Regions from separate parts of the Mus musculus genome. Here all the other regions are linked to region 1. A link is a contact called in public HiChIP or PLAC-seq, capture Hi-C and promoter capture Hi-C data. All regions are on one chromosome and are shown on one strand. Each heading gives the region's core, a stretch centred on a gene start, on an enhancer-like site or on the middle of the called end of the contact. The rest is flanking DNA. Distances are from core to core; before and after follow the strand shown. Region 1 holds the start of Dnajc5 (DnaJ heat shock protein family (Hsp40) member C5). Region 2 holds the start of Chrna4 (cholinergic receptor, nicotinic, alpha polypeptide 4). Region 3 holds the start of Kcnq2 (potassium voltage-gated channel, subfamily Q, member 2). Region 4 holds the start of Fndc11 (fibronectin type III domain containing 11).

The links. Promoter capture Hi-C pulls out the DNA fragments that hold promoters and counts their contacts. HiChIP or PLAC-seq counts read pairs in DNA pulled down with a chosen protein or histone mark. Capture Hi-C pulls out chosen DNA fragments and counts their contacts.
Region 2: an H3K27ac HiChIP or PLAC-seq map of embryonic stem cells shows a contact between it and region 1, with 4 times the contacts expected there. The contact joins the promoter of Chrna4 here to the promoter of Dnajc5 in region 1. A contact is called at or near these places in 2 of 39 promoter capture datasets (both in liver) and 1 of 115 datasets of contacts at active chromatin or transcription factors (embryonic stem cells).
Region 3: a contact with region 1 is called in a capture Hi-C map of embryonic stem cells, with 2.4 times the contacts expected there. The contact joins the promoter of Kcnq2 here to the promoter of Dnajc5 in region 1. A contact is called at or near these places in 6 of 39 promoter capture datasets (the 3T3-L1 cell line, embryonic stem cells, hippocampal neurons and 2 more), 2 of 115 datasets of contacts at active chromatin or transcription factors (both in embryonic stem cells) and 1 of 9 other capture datasets (embryonic stem cells).
Region 4: a contact with region 1 is called in a promoter capture Hi-C map of liver, with 2.3 times the contacts expected there. The contact joins the promoter of Fndc11 here to the promoter of Dnajc5 in region 1. A contact is called at or near these places in 9 of 39 promoter capture datasets (the 3T3-L1 cell line, cranial neural crest, fetal liver and 5 more), 1 of 484 Hi-C or Micro-C datasets (CD4 T cells), 4 of 115 datasets of contacts at active chromatin or transcription factors (effector CD8 T cells, embryonic stem cells and extraembryonic endoderm stem cells) and 3 of 9 other capture datasets (adipose tissue, liver and macrophages).

Annotation. Positions count from the first base shown.
Region 1 is chr2:181,519,195-181,521,782 of GRCm38.p6, forward strand. It overlaps Dnajc5 (DnaJ heat shock protein family (Hsp40) member C5), which reads left to right and starts at 1,291. Exons shown (of 5, transcript NM_016775.3): 1 at 1,291-1,503.
Region 2 is chr2:181,037,892-181,040,479 of GRCm38.p6, forward strand. Chrna4 (cholinergic receptor, nicotinic, alpha polypeptide 4) reads right to left here and starts at 1,286. Exons shown (of 6, transcript NM_015730.5): 1 at 1,101-1,286. The coding sequence starts at 1,182.
Region 3 is chr2:181,134,014-181,136,601 of GRCm38.p6, forward strand. It overlaps Kcnq2 (potassium voltage-gated channel, subfamily Q, member 2), which reads right to left and starts at 1,276. Exons shown (of 17, transcript NM_010611.3): 1 at 784-1,276. The coding sequence starts at 1,079.
Region 4 is chr2:181,218,718-181,221,305 of GRCm38.p6, forward strand. Fndc11 (fibronectin type III domain containing 11) reads left to right here and starts at 1,317. Exons shown (of 2, transcript NM_001379472.1): 1 at 1,317-1,417.

The DNA.
Region 1 (2,588 bases), core at 41-2,540:
AAATTGAAACTGATCAGAATGCAGATTGGTGGAGCCCAGTCCCCACAGATAGAACTCCACCACAAGTCCTGAACTTAAGGCTCAGAGATCATTGTGGAAGAAGGGGAGGAAAAGCTGCAACAACCAGAGGACCAGACAGTTCGCTCTAAGATTTATCTCCTTAAAATGTCAGAGAAGCTACATCCGTGAAGTAACATAACCAACATGGCTGCCTAACTGACCTGAGCAAGGACAACATCAGCTAAGCATGGTGTAAGGGAGAAAGCGCACAGGGCCTCAATCCTAGCTAACTAAGGAATTCTGAGAGCTGGAGAAATAATCAGTTTTAGGGAAGAACATAGAAATTGGTTTTCCCATAGCAAATGATCAGCCTTGAAAACATATACCTACTTAACATACAGACTGAATAGGCTGTATTTATATATTTAGGAGCTATATCACAACAAAGAAGAGGCTATGAATTTGAAAGGGTGAGTGTGTGTGTGTGTGTGTGTGTGTGAATATGAGAGGTTTGGAGAGAGGCAGGGGAAAAATGATGTAATTATAATCCAAAAAGATTATAAGAAAAAATGGTGGGCAGGCAAGAATGAAAGTAAAGCTGTAGGAACACTGGCCAGGAAGATTGGTAGCTCTGGAATAAAAAAGCACAGCACTTGAAATTGTTTGTTACAGCGTAAGTAGGCAAGGGTCACTAGGTTTATTACTTAGTAAGTGAACAGAGTGAACAAGGATTGTATGAGACAGAGTGGGAAGAAAAGTCCTTAACCGTCCACGCATATCATTGCAGACGATTCCTAAAGGATCGCTAAATAATGGCGGTTGATTTTTCAGTGACTGGGAAGAAAGGCAGGAAAGTCTTTTCTGGGTGGTCTCCAGGGATGAACGAAAATGTCAGTCCCAAGGCAGTACCTTGAGACGAAAATGAAGGTCTCCCTCTCTAGTTTTTTGGTAAGTAGTAATAAATTTTTTGAGGCTTATATGAAGCACTGAGCAAACAACTGGAAGAAGAGCAGTTTTACTCGCGGAGTGCCACTTGCCTGCCTTCCAGAGGCGAACCCGCAAGCCTAGGCCTTGCCTCTGCTCCCGGGCTGTAGCTTCCGGCTTAGTAGCTGCAGGCTCCGCCCACCACCTTAACCCTTCCCGGTGATCGTCAACTGGGGCGCAACCTTTCGGGGACCGAGTTCTACCGGAGCTCCGGAGCTTTCGTGCGGCGCTGCCACATTGGCTCCGACTATGGGCGGGGCCTCAGTGTTGGGTTCTAGGCGCTTGCGCAGCCAGCTCTGACCTGCCAGAACACACGTCTTTTTCCGGGGGCGCGCGTGCCAGTGAGTGAGCGTGCGCGTTCTTGCTGCCGCCAGTGTTGCTTCCGCCGTCCTCTGCCGCTGCTACGGCTGTCGCCGCCCGGGATCCTCAGGCCGAGCAGTAGGCCGGCCGGCTGCCCACCACTGCCCCGGGACGGAAAGCGGAGCCGCGGAACCGGTGGACCGGCGGGCGTGCCGACAGGTGAGCTCACTCTCCAGTGGCTCTCAAATTAGGTGGGGCCGCGGGGTTCAAGCTGCCGGAGCCGGGCAAAGGGGAGGGGAAGTGGGGCGAGGGCGCCGCAGCAGGAGGTGAAAGCTGCCCGCAGCGGAAATGGCGGCGACCCTCAGCAGCGGCGGCGAGCCCGGCCCTGGGCACCACTAGGCCCTGCTCGACCTTGCGCACGGCGGGGCGGCGCGGAGACGAGGCTTTCCGGGCCAACTCCGGTTCGCACGCGCGGCCGCCTCCGCGGCTCCCGGAACGCAGAAACTGGTGTGTAGGGAGGCGGGCAGTAAAGGCTCCGAGGCTTGTTCACATTCTGGGACGCAGAAATTGCCTTATAGTTGTAAATTTCAAAGGCATTTGATGTATAAAAAAACCCCTAGTTTATATACCTAGGGACGACATTTTAAGAGGCGATTTTGTGTCGTGCTCTTTGGGGAGAGAATTAGGGACTCATTCGTTTAGGCTCCAACTTGTGTTATATGGCTGGATTAAAGACTTGTTTTTCCTTGTGTCTAGGAGATGATTTCTCCGAATTCATTAAGTGCATCTTCGGAAAAATAATGCAAAAGGTAGCTTTAATTTGTTTTCAGATTGGACTTTGGGGAAATTGGGTCGCCGTTTGTTGGACGCTCAGCTGATCATTCATCCTTTATAGGCAGTGTGTCTCAATTGCTAGTGGTTTGTCTGTTTAAACATCAAAACGCTACTTAATAACACAAAGAATTATATTGTCCCATATATTGTCGTGGTTGCCTAAAGACAAAACTCTAATCGTAGGATAATTTTGTTCATTTATTTGCTTTCTTTAAGGAAAGCGTGATCTGTTAGGTGACATTAAAAGCCAGGACTTTCCGCAGTTTCTAACTTAATATGTGTTACGAATCTGTTACCTGTATCAGTATTTTCATACTTAGGCTGGCCCTGTGTGTGTGGACCGCAAGTGTGGAGCCAGTGGAGCCTCTAAATTCGTTCGGGTTTGGGAACAGGGTACCTGCCCTTGGATTCTTTAAGCACCGTGCCGCACAATCTCTTTGCCCCAGCAGCCTCCTTGCTAGTCTCTTAAC
Region 2 (2,588 bases), core at 36-2,535, 480 kb before region 1:
TATCTCCAGTGACCGGCAGAGACAAAGGATGTAAAGGGACAGCAGGGGTTGGGGGGTGGGGCTGGGTGGCAGAAGGTGTATGGGGCAGCTAGGATGGGTGGTGGTGGTGAATGAAAGAGGACTGTGCACCACATCTCATGGCTGCAGGAGCTTGAGCCTCTGTCCACAGGAGTGGTCCTGCTGCCTGGGCTTCTAGGGTACAGCCTGACAATGAACGCAGAGCCTCGGGGCTGCCAGGACCTTGTGTTCATAGACGGATATAAGATTCCATGGATAAGCGCCACACTGCTTCATGAAGAGGGTGCCCCCTCATTCCACCAGCCAGCAGCCCATCTGTGTCCTCTCCATTGGCCCCCTACGTGGCTAGGGGGCCTCCCTACCTCCATTTGCTGGGTTGCTGCATCAAAAGAGGGGGTTGGGAAGAAAGAGGGGAGCCTCTGCTGTCTACTGGCTCTTGCTCACCTGAGAGACATGGGAACTCCTTAGGAGAGGACTCCTAGAGTCCCCCCCCCCCCAGCCTCCCCACCTCAACCTCATTCTTCCTGGTGTCTTGAACCGACCAGTAAGGCATAACCCCTCTGCTCAGTGGGAAGGCCAGGATTAAATAACTGCAGGAAGCCCCATCACGGGTTAGAGTGAAAGGTGTCCGCTCAGAGGAAGAGAGGTGGAGGAAGCCTGGGGGAGCAGAAAGGGTAGGGTGGAACTCCGGGGGGTGGTAGGGGTAGATCCCTGAAAACAGGGACAGACATGGGGGCGGTCTGAAGGCGAGATTTGGCTGGATGGAACCTCCCTCCTAGGTGGACTCCACCTCTATCCTACTTGGAGGTTCTGATTCCAGCTCCGAAATGCAGTCAGACCACCCCCCCCCCCGCCTTTACTCAAACCCCCTCTCCCAGCACTTGGAGGCTGATTCCTTCCTCTCTGGCTCAGCTAGCACTGCAGGACATCGAAGCTGTAGTGGGTGGAGGAGTCTCTGTGGCTATCCCGTTGCTCGCACCCGCGGCTTGGAACCGCAGCCCCGGGCCTCCTCTCCCCTAGCCCCGGAGTCCTAGGTGCCAGGACCCGGGAGAAAAAGGCCCGTTTCGCGTTTCGAAACTTACCAGGCAAGAGGCCGGTCCCTAAGAGCAGCAGGAGCGGCAGGAGCAGCAGCGGCGGCGGCGCCCCGGAGCCCCCGATCTCCATGGCTCACAGAACGGGCTCTAGACGAGGGCGGCTCCCGGCAGTACCGCGCCTCCGCTCCGAGACCCGCGCGCACCCAACTTCATGCCCCGTGTCGCGGCCGCTCGTCCCCAAACCGGGCTCCGCAGCTCGTCCCGCGGGGTGCGGCGGCGGGGCGGGAGCTCGAGGTTGTGGGCTCCGCGGCGCGGCCCCGCCCGGACCTGCAGCCTCCAGCCGCCGGCGAGAGGGGAGGAGGGGGAGGGACTGAAGGGAGGAGGGAGAGAGCGGGAGGAGGGGGCGGACCGGGCCCCGAGGGTATGTGGAGGCCGTGCTCTGCCCCTTGTGGGGGTAAAGTTTCCTTGTCCTCCTGAGGCTCCCGACATGCCGGGAGGGGCTGGGGACTCCGTGGTCATTCCAGTCATCTCGGCGCCTTTTGGAAATGAGCCCCTAACCCTGGTCTCCAGCCCTAACCCTGCCGGCAGCGTGAAGACTGCGGGTGCGCATTCAGGGACTGTGCGCGCGAGGAGGGCGCCCTGTTGGGCACTGGCTAACTCCATCACTTCACCCCTCCTTGGCGTGACTGTTTGCATTTTAGAAATAACAAGTCTCCTTCCTTAGCCCAACCCTGAGAGGAAAGAACCCACTCCCCATCAGCCTTCCGCCCTCCTCCTGCACCGCAAGTCCAAGAATCATCCTGTGACGCCCAGGCCCCGTGTCACCTTTTTAGTGAGAAGAACCTGGTATCCAGACCTTCGCAGGGCCAGCTAGGGACCAAGGTCCATCTTTGTCCTTTTTAAGCGTGCAGATTCTCTGCCCCTGCCTTCTCGGTAAACTGTCAGCATGAAAGCAGTTCCCTACCCCAGCTCTGTGGGCAGCGAGCTACTGGCCAGAGAGGAGAGGTGCTTGGAGACAAGCTGTAGGGTGCTAGGGATGGTCCTGAGGGATGCCACTAAGGAGAAGGTGCTCGAGTACTTTGGTTCCTAGAGTGCTTTGGTGGCACGCGGGGGGGCGGGGGGGAGGCTGGGGGGGAGGTGCGAGAGGGAGGGGGCATCTAAGCAGCAGGTGATGGAAGGAGAGACAACGGGTTCCCAAGAAGAAAGAAACCCTGTCCAACACCAAAAGCCAGATCCCAACCATGCCTTGTCCCAGAGACTCTGCCGTTGACTCCAAGCCCCAAGATGGAGACAATCCTGAAGTTGAAGGCAAGAAAGTGCTGTCCCTGTCCCTATAGCACATACCTCTCTGTTCCCAGACATGGTGGCTCTGAGGTTGACTGTCCCTTTGACCTTCCGTACCGACCCCCCAACCCCAACAGTACAGGGCTCCCATGCCTACCCTCCTCTTTCCCATCTCCCTACCTTGCTCCACCCCCCTCCTCTGTATGCCCCTCCAACAGTAGTGTACCTAGCTCTCTTGCCTGCTGGCCTACA
Region 3 (2,588 bases), core at 26-2,525, 390 kb before region 1:
CTGGCTCTGCCCCAGAAGGAGTCCCAGACTTGGGGACAGGAGCAGCCCCTTCCAGGCCCAAAGCTGGCAGTACTGGGGGATAATAGTCTCTCAAGGATCTAAAGCCCAGAATGTGTAGCGAGATCATCAGCAGGTACAAAGGGACTACTTAGAGTGTAGAGAACAGGAGAGTGGGCCTCCGGAGATGAGTACAGGCAACTGCCCTCAGCCAGGGCTGAGGTGATGGGATGTTATGTCCCCTCCCCATTTCTGCAACCCGGAAGCTCAGAGAGGTAGCAAGAGGTTAGGAGGATGACTGAGATGAGGCCAATCTTCTGCATTGCCCCTACTTGGATGTCGGAGAGAACCCACGGGGATGCAGAGGGGCGAATGAGTTCAGACCTAGAGCTGAGCCGCCCTCCCTCCTAGGCGGCCCTTTGTTCCGCGCTGCGGGCCGTGGGGAGGGGCCTCTCGGGCTGAGGGGGGCTGGGGCGCCAGTACATCCCGTCCTGCGGGGGAAGGGCTGGTACAACCCAGCCTGGCGGCCGTAACCCTCCCCCTCCCCAAATAAAACAGTCCCTGACTACAGAATGATCTCCAAAGTCACTCTCCAATCCCTATCCTTTGCTTTAACCCGAGACTGCAATGCCACGACCCAAACCCCACGCCCACGACGCGAACCAGGCGCGCGCGCGGACACGCACACCAGGGCCCCTCAGTCCACCGCAGCTGCGCCTGCTATCAACCCGCGGCCCGGCCAGGGTTTCGCCAGGCCCACCGCTCACCACATCGCGGGCCACTTACACGTAGGCGTGGTAGATGAACGCCCAGCCGCGGGGCCGCTCTAGCACGTTGTAGAGGAAATTCTGCAGCTTGCGGTAGAAGGCGTTGCGCTTCGGGGGCTTCCCGGCTCCCGCGCCGCCCGTCCGCGGCTTGCTCAAAACGCTGCCGCGCTTGGGGGCCTCGGAGCCCGCGATGAGTAGCGCGCCGTCGCGTGTGGAGTCGGGCGCGCCGGGGTCCAGCCCCACGAAGCCCACCTTGAGCTTCTTTTCCCCGCTGGTGCCGGGGTACACGCCACCGTTGCGCGACTTCTGCACCATGGTGCCTGCGGCGCCCTATCGGGCGCGGGCTCAGCGGGGGCGGCGCGCGGGGGGTGGCGCGGGCCCCAGCCCAGGCCTCCGGTCCGGCAGCCGCATGGCGAGGCGGCTGCGGCTCTGCGTTCCTACCTGGCCCGGCCGCGCGCGGGGACGCTGCGGCCACCCGGCTCCGCGCGCGCCTCGGTGCCTGGCCGGCTTCCGCGAGGGCTCCTCCCGCCGCCCCGCCCCGCCCGCCTTAACCCCTACGACGCCATTGTAGTGGCAGGCAGGGAGAGCTGGTCCAGGTGTACTGCCTCACAGGACAACCCTTCCTGCTCTCCTAGCCCGGTAATCCTTGAGGGGGAGTCCAGCCCTGCCGTCACCGCTGAGAGGGCAAAGCACCAGAGTTGACCTGGAGTCGGCAAGTGGACACCTTTGGAAGGATCCTGGCCATTGTCAAGTTCGGTGTTAAAGATTCAGCCCACAAGGATCTTGGCTCTTAGCATCAAGAGGGCCAGACATGAGGAAGGCCCAGCACTTCCTCTGGGTGTGCAGGGAAATTTGTACAGGCTCTCTAAGGGTAACCAGAGCAGTGCCTAGAGCAGAATCCTTGCCCACCTCCAGGCTTACTGAGCCAACTGTACATGGTTATGGAGGAGGCACCAGCCTGGCCCACCCAGTCAGAAGAGGCCTTAGGTACAAGGTGTTTGTGGGTGGGGTGGGGGGAGGGAAGTGCTGCCCACTCCTTGCACGGGCTGGCTTTACCATCACCTCTGGGTCATCTTCCATTCAAGTCTCTGTAAAAGAACTGTAAGTTTTATAAGTCAGGTTGGAGAGATAGCTCAGTAGTTAAGAGCACTGACTGTTCTTTGAAAAGACCTGGGTTTGGTTCCCAGTACCCACATGACATTAGGAACTTAACTCCAATACCAGAGAATGCAAAGACCTCTTGTGGCCTTCTTGAGCACTGAAAGCTTGTGGTACTCATACATACACGCAGGCAAAACATACCCACTAAACATAACGTAAAAATAAACAAATCTCAAAATAGTATTTTTAAAATAACTAAATAAGTGATTACAGATCGTAGATGGCAACTGGGAAGAGCCTAGCTCATTCTATCCACCCTCCTGGGACAATCAGAGCCCAAACCGGGCAGTGGTGCTGCAAACCTTTAATCCTAGCACTTGGGAGGCAGAGGCAGGCAGACCTCTGTGAGATTGAGGCCAGCCAAGTCTACAGAGAGAGTCCCAGGACAGCCAGAACACACAGAAATTTTGTCTGGGGATGGGGTGAGTCAGAGCCCTGAGGGATAAAAGGTTCTGGTTCCCTAGGAAGGAAATGTGTTCCAAGAGGAGGCACTGAAAGGAAGGCAAAGGTCAAGGTTCTCTAGAGTTCCATAACACCAACAGATACAAACTTACTCATCTTCTCTTTTGGGGGGAAAATGGGGACACACCCTTGAAGTCGTTATGAGCCCACAAACTTTCTGGTACTGTAGAGTATGACACACACACACACAACACTGGGAAA
Region 4 (2,588 bases), core at 67-2,566, 300 kb before region 1:
ATGTCCTCTTCCTACCTCTGTGGGTACCAGCCTTCTGTGGGAACCAGGCATGCAGGTAAAATGCTCATATACATAAAAATCAATCTAAAAAATTAAAAATTTTAAAACTAGGACTGGGAAAAAAAAAAAAAAAGACCGATCAAGTGGAGCAGAGCAGCTTTCACAGACCCAGAGCAAGCCCAACCCCTAAGAACAGGGTAGTGAGCCTCACCCATCTCCTTCCTGAGGAAGAGCTGGGCGCTGGTATTCTTCCTGCTGCTTTTTATTCTCTTCTACTCCCCAGGGGCCAGTTTCCCTCCTGGACCTTCAGATGGCATCCCTTTCTCCCTCAAACTGGCCACCATGACTAACTAGCCTAGATGAGCACAGAGCCAGCACCCATCGCTTCTCCCTCCTCCCCCTCCCCCTCTGGGGCCTCTGAGGTCTGTAGCCAATATAGGTTGACAGATAGGAAAACTATTCCCCAGCACCGTCAGATGCCATCAGGAGGGCTGGGAGCTCTAGCTATAATTCAAGTTGGTAGCAAACTTGAGTTACAACCAGGTAACTCAGTCCAGACAAACCCAATCTAGAAGGACTGACCGAGTGGAAAAGAGTCAGCAGCTTTCAGGTGGCTGAGACCCTGAGACCCTTGCTAGGAGTAACCCCAAGCTAGCTCATAAAGAGGAAGGACCTGGGTGTTAAATCTAGGGGTCCAAAGCCCAGTTTGGAGTATGAGACTGCAACTTGGGGATTCCTTTGAGGATTCCTAGAGCTATGGACTCCGTTTATTCAGACTGGAGGGGACAGGGCATGAGTTTCTGGAGGCCTGGGAAAACCAGACCCCTTCACCTTGCTGACTGCTTGCTAAGGAGATCCTAGCCATCTGCTGCTATATCACTTCCTTTCTCATCGTCTTTGAGACCCATAGGCGGCTGCTTGGCTTGGAATGTCAAACAGGTGGCCCTTCCCTGCACTCCACTGGCATCTGCTGGCTTCTTGAGTCCCAGCAGCCAGCTCTGTCCCACTCAAAGACACCAGTTTCCTGCGTTGCATAGAATCCCATTGCAAGCCAAGCTGCTGACCCAGCCACCGCAGGCTCCTGGACTGCTGCGAAACACGATGCCGAGGAACAATTCCACTAGCCCGTGGCGCGGGCTGAAGTTGAGTTTGTTTCGAGTCCGTGAGGCCCTGGACATAAATCGCTGCTGCCGTATATCAAAATTTAGCCTTCAAATCAAGAGCTCCTTACACCTGGGCCGGATGTGCACAGCGTCACAAGGGCCAGTGGTTCCCATGGCAACAAGTAGGCCTTTGGCAGGGGGAGCGGATCTGGCAGTGCACCCTGCAGCTCTGGCTGGGCTCCGCACAGGAAGCGGGCGGCCAGGCACTTGCAGAGCGGGGCTGGGGCTCACGGAGGTGATCCGGAAGAGGAGTGGTAGGTAGAGGAGTTTAGGAGGTGTGCCCAGAAGCTCGGGGTGGGTAGTCTCCACGGAGGGGGAGGGGTGATAGAATAGCTTAGATGGGGAAGTAGTTATGGAGACTTCCATTGAGCTTTCTAGCGGCCATGAACTGTTGACTCAGGGTCTTGGGGCCCTGATCTCAGCTAGCATTCAGCCAGGAACCATTCTCTGCTGTCTCAGATGCCTGTTCTAACCCCCCCCACCCCCCACCCCCGGCACGCACCACCATTCACACAAATCACTTTGAATTAGTCTTTGGGACATGATCAATCTTACTATCCAGCTGTGTGGTTTTGAGGTAGTCATCCAGTCTCTTAGCTCTGTTTCTTGCTCATCCAAGCCCAGTTTCCACAAACTGAGATTTCCAAGTGAAGCCACTGGCCCAGTGCCAGGGACAGCTAGCAGGAGGTTGGTACCTTCTCCAGGGATCTCTGGCTACTGGGCTTTGTGGCACACCAGCCTCTCCACAGACAACCAGATTTGGGGGAAAGGTATGGGGACAAGGAGAGGAGGGCTGACTCTGGAGTCAACAGTTCCAGCTTTGGGATAAACTGGGTACAGGAGCATACACCCCTGGAGTCCCAAGACTGCTTGAGCACAGGAGTTGGAGGGCAGCCTGAACAACAGACTGAGATGTTCTGTCAAAATCAAAAGTGACCATGAAGGAAGACCAACCTAACAAGCTTTAGCGTTAGACTCCCCCCAACCCCCATCTGTGAGATGGTGGGAGAGGATCTACCCTGTTCTTAGCCACACAAGGTCCCCCCCCCCCCCTTTATGTGAGGATGATGTAGAGTCTTGTCTTTGGTTAGCCTGGTCCCTGAGCATTGCACCCCTGCAGTGTACCTGGTCTCTGGAGAGTACTGGGAAGCATGGGGAATCACCCTAAGCTTGGGCACAGACCTGTGTTAGGTGAGGAACCTGAGACTTATGATCTGTCTCAAAACTAATCAACATCCCAGAGCTTCTCCCCAGGCTACTCTGGTCCCTGTAGCCCACTCTGTCTGATAAGCCCCATTAGCTCATCGCCACAAAATACTATTGGCCCCTTGATAGAAGTTTCCCGTTTATCATCTGCTTTTGCCCAGTACCCAGCCCACTATTCTGTCCCCTCCAGGGGTCTCTGATCAGAAAGCTGTGTCCCAG